Regions from separate parts of the Mus musculus genome. Here region 1 is linked to region 2. A link is a contact called in public Hi-C data. All regions are on one chromosome and are shown on one strand. Each heading gives the region's core, a stretch centred on a gene start, on an enhancer-like site or on the middle of the called end of the contact. The rest is flanking DNA. Distances are from core to core; before and after follow the strand shown.

What was found. Hi-C and Micro-C count contacts between places; a contact is called where the count stands out from the background.
Region 1: a Hi-C map of bone marrow-derived macrophages shows a contact between it and region 2, with 49 read pairs. The contact joins the enhancer-like site here to the promoter of Ctsk in region 2. A contact is called at or near these places in 5 of 39 promoter capture datasets (the C10 cell line, the HPC-7 cell line, cranial neural crest and 2 more), 2 of 15 datasets of contacts at CTCF or cohesin (CD8 T cells and the NIH/3T3 cell line), 11 of 484 Hi-C or Micro-C datasets (B cells, the HPC-5 cell line, Th1 cells and 7 more), 3 of 115 datasets of contacts at active chromatin or transcription factors (astrocytes, bone marrow-derived dendritic cells and embryonic stem cells) and 3 of 9 other capture datasets (adipose tissue, liver and pancreatic islet).

The regions. Positions count from the first base shown.
Region 1 is chr3:95,608,459-95,614,647 of GRCm38.p6, reverse strand. Golph3l (golgi phosphoprotein 3-like) reads right to left here. Exons shown (of 5, transcript NM_146133.3): 4 at 4,862-4,976. Among named protein-coding and RNA genes, the nearest start is that of Ensa, 13 kb to the left of the region's middle. Within about 2 kb of position 4,852, at least 15 of the 459 cell types and tissues checked have an H3K27ac peak or open chromatin away from gene starts, as enhancers often do. A contact at or near this core is called in bone marrow-derived macrophages, where this site is marked.
Region 2 is chr3:95,497,139-95,503,003 of GRCm38.p6, reverse strand. Ctsk (cathepsin K) reads right to left here and starts at 3,794. Exons shown (of 8, transcript NM_007802.4): 1 at 3,668-3,794; 2 at 2,050-2,170; 3 at 1,535-1,657; 4 at 1,298-1,453; 5 at 204-422. The coding sequence starts at 2,169. Arnt (aryl hydrocarbon receptor nuclear translocator) reads right to left here. Exons shown (of 22, transcript NM_001037737.2): 22 at 5,764-5,865.

The DNA.
Region 1 (6,189 bases), core at 3,603-6,102, 110 kb before region 2:
CCTGAGTTCAAATCCCAGCAACCACATGGTGGCTCACAACCATCTGTAATGAGATCTGATGCCCTCTTCTGGTGTGTCTGAAAACAGCTACAGTGTACTTATATATAATAAGTAAATCTTAAAAAAAAAAACCCAAAATGTAATTGGCTAAAGGGGTTATGCTGCTTGCTTTTCATTGTCACCTTGGTTTCGATTCCCAGGAGAGGGCTGGCTGGAAGAAAAAGCAGGTAACAAGTGCTTACTGGGAAAGCCTGCTGACCAGGGGCTGATCCCTGCAATTTATATGGAATGAGAGACTCCTAAAAGCTGTCTCCTGACTTCCACATGTGTGCAATGGTACACACACATGCTAAAAGTAAGGGGCACCTGCTGGGATGACTCAGGGGTCAAGGCGCTTGCTGCCAAGCCTGACAGTCTGAGTTTGAACTTGGACCTCAATGGTGGAAGAAAACTGACTCCTAGGAGTTGTCCTCTGACCTCCAGATATGTATTGTGGCAATTGCTTGAGCACACCCCACACTCTATGTAAATAAAAATGTAATAATAAAAAGGAATTGCCAGGAAGGCATGCCCTTTGGTATGTGTGTACAGACCATGTCTAGGAGGGTTAGCTGAGAAGGAAAGCCCCATCTTAGACACTGGATGAGTAAAAGAAGACAAAGGGAAGCCTTGAACATCAGCAGTCATCTCTCTGCTTCATGACTGTGGGCAGATGTGAGCAGCTGCCTCCCACTCTCAATGCTATGCCTTTCCTGCTGAGATGGACAGTATTTTATCAAAAATTGAACCAAAATAAAGCCTCTCTTTCAGGCAAAATAAATTCTCCCCTTTGAAATTACTGCTTGTTATATGCTTTGGCAAAACCTTTGATTAACAAGTGGCTTATGGTAACCAGGCGATTTAATGAGAATGAGAGAGAGTGATACACACACACACACACACACACACACACACACACAGAGAGAGACATAATTAAAATAAAAATTAGAAAAAATTGAAGAGATATCAGAAGCTATATAAACATGTGCAAATTCTGGAATTTGAGAGAAAAACAACAAAATAGAAATTTTATGTAAGAGGTTAACGACAAGCCGGGCAGGGTGGCTCATGCCTTTAATCCCAGCACTTGGGAGGCAGAGGGCAGGCGGATTTCTGAGTTAGAGGCCAGCCTGGTCTACAAAGTGAGTTCCAGGACAGCCAGGGCTACACAGAGAAACCCTGTCTTGGAAACCCCCCCCCCCAAAAAAAAAGAGGTTAACGACCAATTTGAGTTAGCCAAAGAATCAGCAGTCTTTGAGATTAATAAAGGTTATACAATTTGAGCTGGGCACTGTGATGAATGCCTATAATTCCAGCTAGTAGGCAGGAGAATTAAGTGTTTATCTCCTGTTACCAAGTGAATCTGAGGCCATCCCTGGCTACCTGAAGCCCTGTTTTATCACACAAAATGAGATTATGTTGTCTGTAGAAAGCCTCAGAGAAATGTGGGATGTCCTCAGGACTGATACATTTGTAAACATACAGAGAGTGAGGGAAGTCAGGAAGAAAGGGAGAGAACATTAAAAAAATAAAATTTAAAAAAAAAGGGCAGGATTACGAAATCATTTGCCTACACATTTTGAGCTCAACAGAACCCACAAAGGATACATATAGAGAGAATCATATCTAATGCCAGGGATACTAAGAGGCAATCTTGGAAGGTGGCCTGAGAAAAATGATTTCTCATATCAGAGCTGCAGTAAAACCAACAGCTGACTTGGAGTCAGAAAAAAACGGAGTCCAGAAGAGTTAAAAGTCAAAGCATTGATTGACACTGTCAGGTAAGAGCCCTTTTTCTTTTCTTTTCTTTTTTTCTATTCTCTTCTCTTTTCTCTTCCTCTCCTTTCCTTCTCCTTTTTTTCTCCTTTCCCCCCTTTCCCTTCCTCTCTCCTCCCCTCCTCTCTGTCTCCTCTGTCTCTCTATATAGACCTGGCTGTCCTAAAACTCCCAGAGATCCACCTGCCTCTGCTTCTCGAATGCTGGGATTAAAAGTGCACCAGCACAGCAGGCATCACTTAATTTTTTATTTTGAGACAAAGTCTTACAAGGTTGTCCACAAATGGGGACAGTGAGATGGCTCAGTAGGTAAAGGCACTTGCCAACCAAACCTGACTACTTTAGTTCAATTCCTGGACCCAGATGGTAAGAGAGGAGAACTGGGCTGGAGAGATGGCCCAGTGGTTAAGAACACTGACTGCTCTTCTTAAGGTTCTGAGTTCAAATCCCAGCAACTACATGGTGGCTCACAACCATCCATAATGAGATCTGATGCCCTCTTCTGGGGTGTCTGAAGACAGTTACAGTGTACTTACATATAATCAATCAATCAATCAATCAATCTTTGGGCTGGAGTGAGAGGAGCTGAGAGAGAAGAAAAAGTGTCTAAAGACAGCTACAGTGTACTCACATATAATAAATAAATAAATCTTAAAAAAAAAAAGAGCTGGGCGTGGTGGTACATGCCTTTAATCTCAGCACTCGGGAGGCAGAGACAGGCGGATTTCTGAGTTGGAGGCCAGCCTGGTCTACAAAGTGAGTTCCAGGACAGCCAGGGTTATACAGAGAAACCCTGTCTCGAAAAACCAAAAAAAAAAAAAAAAAAAAAAAGAAAGAAAGAAAGAAAAGAAAAAAGAGAGAGAAGAACCAATTCCTCAGAGTTGTCCCATAACCTCCACATGTGCACGCTGATATCAGGGGTTGGGGGATGGGCACACACAAGCATAAACAACATAGTAAGACAGTTTAAAAAGATTGTTCACCCATGTTTATAGAAGCCTTGGTTCCAATAGCTAAAAGTAGAAAAATTCAAATAGCCATCAACACAAATGTATCCATCAACACAAATCCATCAAAACAAATAAAGTGTATAAATTCAACTATTTTAGCAATCAACTAAAAATGGGAGATGAAAGAAAAAAGATGTTGTACCTATGTCAATATCCTGGTTGTTACCTCAATAAATACTAGTATTATTATTTGAGATAGGGTTTTACTGAACACCAGGCACACGCACATGCATATACACATACATACATACACACACACACACACACACACACACACACACACACACTACCAAATGGGCCAGAGAGGGCAGGCATCAGATTTTTTGGAGCTAGAGTTACAGCATTTGCAAATTGCCAGGCATGGGTTCAGGAACTGGACCTGCATCCTTTACTGCTTTTTTTTTTAAGATTTATTCATTTATGCCGGGCGTGGTGGCACATGCCTTTAATCCCAGCACTTGGGAGGCAAAGGCAGGCGAATCTTTGAGTTCCAGGCCAGCCTGGTCTACACAGTAAGTTCCAGGACAGCCAGGGCTACACAAAGAAACTCTGTCTCAAAAAAACCAAAAAAAAAAAAGGATTTACTTATTTATTATCTGTAAGTACACTGTAGCTGTCTTTGCAGACTCCAGAGAGGGCATCAGATCTCGTTAACTGATGGTTGTGAGCCACCATGTGGTTGCTGGGATTTGAACTCAAAACCTTCAGAAGAGCAGTCAGTGCTCTTAACCATCTCAGCAGCAACTTATTAACCATGGAACCATCTCTCCAGCCCCCAATTTTTATTTTAGTTTTTTTTTTTTTTTTTTTTGGTGTTTTTGAGTCAGTGTATCCAAATGCAGCCCAGATTGACCTTGAACTATCAGTAATTCTGCTTCAGTCTCACAAGTGCTAGGATTACTCCTGGATAATAAAGATTTAAAAAAAAAGTTTAATAAGAATAAAAGATTGTTTTAAAAAAGGAAGGGCTAGTGAAATAGTCTGGCAGATAAAAACCTCACCACGAAGTCTAATGATTCAATACTGGGAGACCACATAAGGTAGAAGGAGAGAACCAACTCTACAAAGTTGTCCTCTGATCCTGCATGTGCACTCCCACGTCACTACACACATGTACAATGCAAAATACAGAAACAAAGTGTCTTGGGAAGGTCTGGGGATGAAATGCAGATGGCCAAGTGCTTTGCTAGCATGAAGTCCAGGGTGAAATCTTTAGCACCACACCAGCTAGGGTGATGATGGCTCATGCCTATAACCCCTGCACTTGGGAGGTGAAAGCAAAAGGATTAAAACTCAAGATTGTCCTTGGCTATACAGCAAGTCTGATGCCAATCTGGGACACAGGAGATGCTGCTTCAAAAACAAAACAAAACAAAACAAAAACGAGTAAGTAAGTAAGTAAGTAAGTAAATAAATAGTTCCTTGACTGGATATGGTGGTACACACCTTTAATCCCAGTACTTGGGAGATAGAAACAGGCAGATCTTTAAGTTTGGAGCCCACAAGTTCCTAGCTAGCCACTGCTACATGGTGAGACCTGCCTCAAAAAAACAAACAAACAACAAAATGAAGTCCCAGTAAAGAACACTATTAATCTGGATACGGTGCTGTCTACCTGCAATTTCAGTACTAGGGAGACAGAGGCAGAAGGACTAGGGATTCTAGGTGACCTCAGTTTACACAGTTGAACGTCTCAAAAAGCCCAACAAAATAAAACTGCTCTCATGGGCTGAAAGGGGTGGCACATTCTTGTCCCAGTACTTGAGGTATGGAGAGATGAGGGTCGGGATTTCTGGGTCACCTTTGGATGCACAGCAAGTCCAAGGCTAGCCTGGGCTACGAGATCCTGTCAGAAAACAAAACAACCTTGCAGAGTAGAATTGCGGAGATAAGTGGAAATGTTTGGGATCCTTCGGTGCTGGCTAATCACACCACCCTCCCTAGCATGCAGTGCTACTATACTCTTCCCTCTAACCTTACGAGCAGGCCAAAGATAACCAAATATGCAGCTTGTGAGCTATTTTCAGTCATCTCACCAGTGAGTAGCTCGATCCACGTCTGCACAGTTTCGGTTGGCTCAGTTGCTTTAATGTGTTTGAGCGTCTCATCCAGCAAAACATCACCTGTTGGGCTGTCTGACTTCAGCAGGACCTTAAAGAAAGGACAGAGTACACTGCTTCCATGTACAATACCCACAATCACAATGCTGCTTAGGAGGTGTGAGGAAGCAGAATATACTGCCTATGACATGCAAGACCTTAGTTCAGTATGCCTTTGTAGTAGGAAGACAAAATTACATTTGAAGTGGGACCTAGTTACAAATGCTGTGAATAAAATGGACAAAAGATTCCACAGTGTCTTTCAGAGTTTGGAAACCACTAACAACGGCAGGAAGGTCAGAAAAGGAAGTTAATTTAGGGGAACACTGTCAAGCCTGGCTTTTGAATGATGCAAGATAGCTAAGTTGAAATGTGTAGCCAATAGTTGATACGTTCCTGGAAGCTAAAGGTAAAAAAACGTTTGCACATTTGGAAATGAAATTCCTGGAAGTAATGTAAAGCTGAAAAGAAAAATCACCAAACAGGATAAAAACTGATAAGATATTAGGGAATGGAGAAGTAGGAAAGAGGATACAGTCAGAGAAAAAACATAATCTGAAAAAGGCCACAAATGTCAAGTAGGGAAGTGGTAAGAAGATGCCAAATGCACTGGGCAGTGATGCACACCTTTAGTTTTAGACTTGGGAGGCAGAGGCAAGTAGATCTCTGAGAGTTGGGACTAGCTGGGTCTGCATAGTGAATTCCAGGACAGTTACATACTGAGAGCCTTCCAGGAGTGCCAAACCAGGCCATGGTGGCGAACACCTTTAATCCCAGTACTCAGGAGGCAGAAGCAGGTGGATCTCTAAGCTTGAGGCCAGCCTGGTCTACAGAGCAAGTTCCAGGACAGCCAGGGCTGTTCCAAAAAAAACCAAAAGGGGAAAAAGTGCCAAATATATGTACTTTAAGACAAAAAAATTAAGACTCCAAAGACAGTTCTATCTAACAATGTGTTTCAGCAGAATTCTTGGAATGACAGGCATTGTAAATGTAAAAAAATGACTAAGCCAATGTGTATCTAAGAGACAGTTCCTCCAGAGCAGGGATTTTCAGTAAATGTAACACATCTGAATGGTTCTCAGAGAATACCTTGGGATGACTAAGACAGGCCTGGCTCATGATTTCCTCTATCTACACAATATTTTATTTCATACATCCAGAGGGAAAGATAATCAACAGCATTTCAAAGGTGATAGACTTTTTTTGTGTAAAACAAAACAAAACAAAACCAAGTTTCTATGAGTTCCCCTCCACTCCCCCAAGAC
Region 2 (5,865 bases), core at 2,545-5,044:
ACAACATGGGCTATATGAGATCTTGTCTCAAAAAAAGGGTGGCCAGCCTAGGATACCTAGTTGATCAGTTTGGGATACAGAGTAAGATATTGTCTCAAAATTAAAAGGAAAAAAAAAATGGAAAGGAGCAGGATATGCTAACAGAAAACAAAACCATGCCCGGGGAAGGAGCAGCCCACGGCTACATACTACGGTGGTCTCACCTGGCCCACATATGGGTAAGCATCTTCAGAGTCAATGCCTCCGTTCTGCTGCACGTATTGGAAGGCAGTGGTCATATAGCCGCCTCCACAGCCATAATTCTCAGTCACACAGTCCACAAGATTCTGGGGACTCAGAGCTAAGAGTTTACCAGTTTTCTTCTTGAGTTGGCCCTCCAGGGCCCCGGCAGAGCTGAAAGCCCAACAGGAACCACACTGGCCCTGAGAAACATACAGAGGACCTGTCAGCCATCACTCTTCACAGAGGGTGGGTCTCTCTGCCAGCCTGAGAAAACTCCACCCACAAACACTCAACCATAAAGACTGTCTTTGTTGTGAAGCCCTGCTATTGTCCCCATTGATGACAACTGTGACCACTGTCTCCTTTAACTGAAGTCAAGTACAGTGGGGACTTTATAGCTCTGGCGACAGTTTTCCTGAATTCTAACCCTGACTTTGCATACTAGAAACACAATCTTGAGCAGTTACTGAACTCTGTGCCTCAGTTTCCTTTAAAGTGAGAATAAGTTGGGCTTGCTGGAACATACATGTAACTCCATCACTTGAGTGGTGGAGGCAACAGGTCCAGAGGCTAAAAGGTCAATCTCAGCTATAGACTGAGTTGGAGGCCAGCCTGGGCAAGAGACCTCGTCTCAAAAGAACAAGAAAGTGAGTGATACTAAAGTTGATGAGATTTCTGTGAACACCGAGAGATCTCACTCACGCGAGAATCAGAGACACTATTGATGCACAGCAATCTCTCAGAAAGTGTCAGCTACTATTAGGATTTACTTTCCTGATTGCAGAATTTTCTCTTTCTGAGATTTTTCTAATTTTTAAGAATGAGAATTTCTTGAGGATCAAGGCAGCACCTTAGATCTTGAATCTTCAGCCCACAGCTTAGCGTAAAAATTTTAAAGTAGAAAAAAATCCTAAATATACAAAATAGGTAATGAATTAAGTAACAATATGCTATATTCTTGTAGCATGAACTATACCACAGTCAGATTACCACAGATGCGTGCGCGCACGCACGTGAGCACGCACACACACACACACACACACATACACACACAAGCACACACTACAGAAGGCACCTGGTTCTTGACTGGAGTAACGTATCCTTTCTTTCGATAGTCGATGGAGTCTGGGACCCTGCCTTCCCACTCTGGGGTATAGAGAGTGTCATTACTGTAGGATCGAGAGGGAGGTATTCTGAGTCCCGTCATCTTCTGAACCACTTCTTCACTGGTCTGAGACAAGAAAGGATGCCAAGCATTAGCAGGGACCAGGGTAAAGACAGTGGGCAGGCCTGGATCTGAGAGGCAACTCACCATGTCTCCCAAGTGGTTCATGGCCAGTTCATATGTATGGACACCAAGAGAGGCCTCCAGGTTATGGGCAGAGATTTGCTTCAGGTTTTTCTCCCAAATTAAACGCCGAGAGATTTCATCCACCTAAACAGGATAGTCAGTAAATTTGTAGACTGAGTGGTTATATAGGTAGTTTTAGAAGAAGACATACAACATAAACAGAAAACACAATCTAACTGGGAAACCATAGACTCTTAAGAGTACATACACAAATCTTATGCAAAGGTTTAGAGAGACCATAGAATAATGGCATTACTATGAGAAGTGTTCCTTAAAAGAGCCTTCCCCACATACACCCCATACAGCCCCATCTATGGTACTGGGTATTGGACTCAGTGCCTTGTACATGCTAGACCAGCCATCCGTTCCTGAGCTACCTCTCCAGCTAATACATGTGGGAAGCAGACAGAAGGACTGATGCACAGAAGGAAAAGCTAGCTGCAGAGTTAGAGAATGGGGACTGCTTCCTTGGGCACCTTGCTGTTATACTGCTTCTGGTGAGTCTTCTTCCATAGCTCCCACTGGGTGTCCAGCATTTCCTCCGGAGACAGAGCAAAGCTCACCATGGGTAGCAGCAGAAACTTGAACACCCACATCCTGGCGGAAGGAATAATTAGGGGAGATTTCCACTAGCAGAAATTCACAGGTTGGCTTTGGATGTTCAAATGGCAGCAGACAGGTTATCAGGAAAGTTTTAACCTTTTAAGAGCTTTAAAAATAAATTTTCTACCAGAAAAATAACACACACACACACACACACACACACACACACACTAATCCTAAGGGATTCATAAACTCAAAAGAACACCACATACACACACAGACTTTCTGCCATTTCAGAGACATGGTCTTTTTATGTAAGTCTTTGCTGGCCTTGAGCTCACTATGTTAATCAAGAGGGCCTTGAATTTAAAGATCTACCCCCTCTCCCCTGTGCCAGGACTAAAGGTGTGAGCCATGCCCAAGAATCCCTTCATTTGACTGTGAGACAGGCACACTTGGCTGTATATGGAAAACAAGGAATTGCAGGTGATTCTCACATAAAACAGACAGAAGTTCAGGAGGTGCCGGATCATCTGACTTAATCATTGTAACTCCCGTATGTTCCACCAACACTGCACACACTTTAGGCAACCGCAGTGCGTAGAAGTAACTGGGAAAGGCTCGGCAGCTCTTATGCCACCCCCACCCCACCCCCGTATCCCAGGTAAGGGTGCACATAAACAGAATAAGCACAGTGAGCGTGGTTACAGAGCCAGAGTTCTAGCTACAGTACACTTCAGGCTTTGTGCATAGTATTCTTCCTTGCCTACACCCAGATCTTGCCAGGAGAGGACAGGACCATTTTGATGGTATTTACGTTCACTGTATCTTCATTTGCCTTGTCCACTTTTTTCTTTCCACCTCCTCTCCTTTAGGCAGGAAACAGCTCTGATCATAACCAGATGTCACGGGTAAGTAGCTGTTCTTTTCTCTTTTCTTTTTTCCAAACAGCGACGTGGCTGCTTTACAGGGTGAAAGCCTCAGACACGAATGGAGGTGGAAGATGGAAGGACAGTATTCCGTAATGACCTAAGTTCACAGCTCACAGCTTTTCAGCATCTGCTCTGGCCCCATTAATTTCTTGTGTTGGCTTAATTGCAAGTTCTTAAGTTTAAAAACCATTTCCCACCAGCAGCACATCATATGACTTGTGCAACACTGACGACATTTCATCTACTCTTTGCAAAGCAACAGACTACCCAGCAGAGCACCAGTAACCGGGGTGTGACAGGCTTGCGGGTGGCTGTGAATTCTTCTTCTTCCCCAGGAGTTGGTTAACTCTTAAGTTAAACAGAACTCAGAAAGAGCCCACGCTTGAGACAGGCTTACAGAATCCTCTTCCTCTGATTATACCAACAGCCACATATTCATTCACATAGAAAATCCTAAAGATTTCCATACACATTTAGCTAGAAAATAAACTAAGGATTATGTTGTTATTCAGGGAACTTAAATTATTTGATCCCCAATTCATTATATCCTTTCTCTTCTTAAAATAAGGTTAATTGGTAGGAACAAGACGCTAAAAGATCCAGAAGTTAAAAATGTTACCTGCTGTTGAGAATCTGTTCGCTAGGCTCTTTTCGGATAGGAAGCGTGGCTACTGTGAGCGGAAGACTAAGGGTGCTAGATTTATTCGGTAAGGATTGCGGAAGTCAACTCCAGCAGTGGCTGGAAAATCTGGATAAGGGAGGGAGTCAGGGATAGGATGAAAAGGAGGAGGGGTTAGGGAGGAAGGACACACATTTGCACAATGTGTGTATACAGTATCATATGCCAGTGTGGATAGCTGCTAAGTGTTTAGTTTCATCTGACTGACTTTGGGGGGCAAAAATAAGATAGCACAATATTCAAATTGAGACTTTGGTGGGAGATTTAAGAACACAGCCCTAGTTGTCTCCATTCTTCCTCAAAATGTCTGACTGGCAATTTCCATCTTTTCAACTCATCTAGTTCTGACCCACCTCCTTACTCTGCACCATTTCCAACGTTGTGTCAGATCCTCTTCTGAGATGATGGGGGTGGAGTGAGGGAGAGGGGAGGAAAGGCTAGAAATGTAAGGCTCTAATTTAAACATTTAAAACCGTTTTGTGACTGTTTGCTATTAACTGCTTCTGGGCATGGAGTAGTTTTTCTAACCCATTATGGCTGTACATCAAGGGAGGAGCTGCCCACAAAGTCCAGGTGAGATGGTTCAAAAGTGGCCAGAAAGTCACGTGTGTGAGACAGTGCAGTAATCCCAGATATTCAGGAAGCTAAAGCAAAGCCATCACTGGCTATGGGCACACCTCTGTCCCCTCAACATACACACTGGATGGCAGGGGTGGATGGTTCTCTGTGAGGTCAATGCCACAACAGTCTACAGAGTGAGTCCAAAGTCAGCCAGAGCCATACAGTGAGACGTCTCTAAGTAAGAACTTACTTTCAAGGTCAACCTACTCTAGGCAATTTAGTGAGATCCTGTCTAAAAATAACAACGGCTGGGGCACCAGCCCAGGAATGGCACCATCCACAGTGAGCTGGGCTCTCTCCCATCAACCACTAAGAAATGCCCTACAGGGCCAGGGAGATGGCTCAGCAGTTAAAAGCACTGCCTATTCTTCCAGAGGTCCTAAGTTCAATTCCCAGCAACCACATGGTGGCTCAAAACCATCTGTAATGGGATCTGATACCCTCTTCTGGTGTGTCTGAAGACAGAGATAGTGTACTCATATACATAAACTTTACAAAAAGATTCTAGTTGCTTAAATGGAGGATAAAAGTAATTTACAAAAAGCTAAAAGAGGGTTGAGGAACATGACTCAGCGGTGGTGGGCTTTCCTAACATTATGAGGCCCAAGGATCAACACCCAACATGACAGTAAGGAAAGACAACTGACCCAATGTAGCACCTAATTATTTACAACACTTGAATCTACATTAATGGATACACGTGGGACTCTACTGCTAGACTCTCGGGTGGTAGAATGTCTGATGAGTACTGCATCTCAATCATTAAAATCCCAAACTAGGTCCAGTTACAAGAGTCTCCAAGCGCTTCCCCAAAATCCAGGCATGTGACAGATCATAAGAGTCTGACTTGGCCAACCACACCCTAAACTCCATTTACTTCCATAAACACATGTGAGGAATTAGGAAATGAGGGACTGTGAAGCACAAAGGATATTACCACAAATATAGATTCAGTTCCTAGCTGGATTCCTGGCACAGACCCCAGGATTTCTAGACCCCAGGATCTCAATGTACCACCTGAGTAGAGAGAGCCCAGATCCACATCTGAACTGTTTAAAGCTCACAATCCCTTCATCTCCTTTTAACTGGGAGAACACACTGGGGAAAGACATCAGGATGCCCCATAGTGGCTTCAAATCCAAGAACACTCCCCAGCAACTTCTGTGAGATGAGACAACCCCCACTCCCAGACAGTGTGAGCAGTAGTCTACTGACTACTCCTGATGTGTCAGGATCAGGTGGGTACACGAGAACAGGGCTAAGTGACCAGGGCCCTGTGAGCTCTGAGTCTTGAAATGAAGATTCAACTACGCTCTGTGCCTGTGTGTGTCGAGCTCACTTATGAATGCTTAGTTGTGCATGTCTGTAAAGGGGTCAGGGAGCCGCAATCAATAATATCACACAACACAACACAATTTATAAAAGAAAAAATACTTTGTTTTAAAATCTTTGCTACATGTCATTATTTTTGCCACAGTTAAGGCTTAGCACAGATGGGCAACAAGAAAAAACAATCA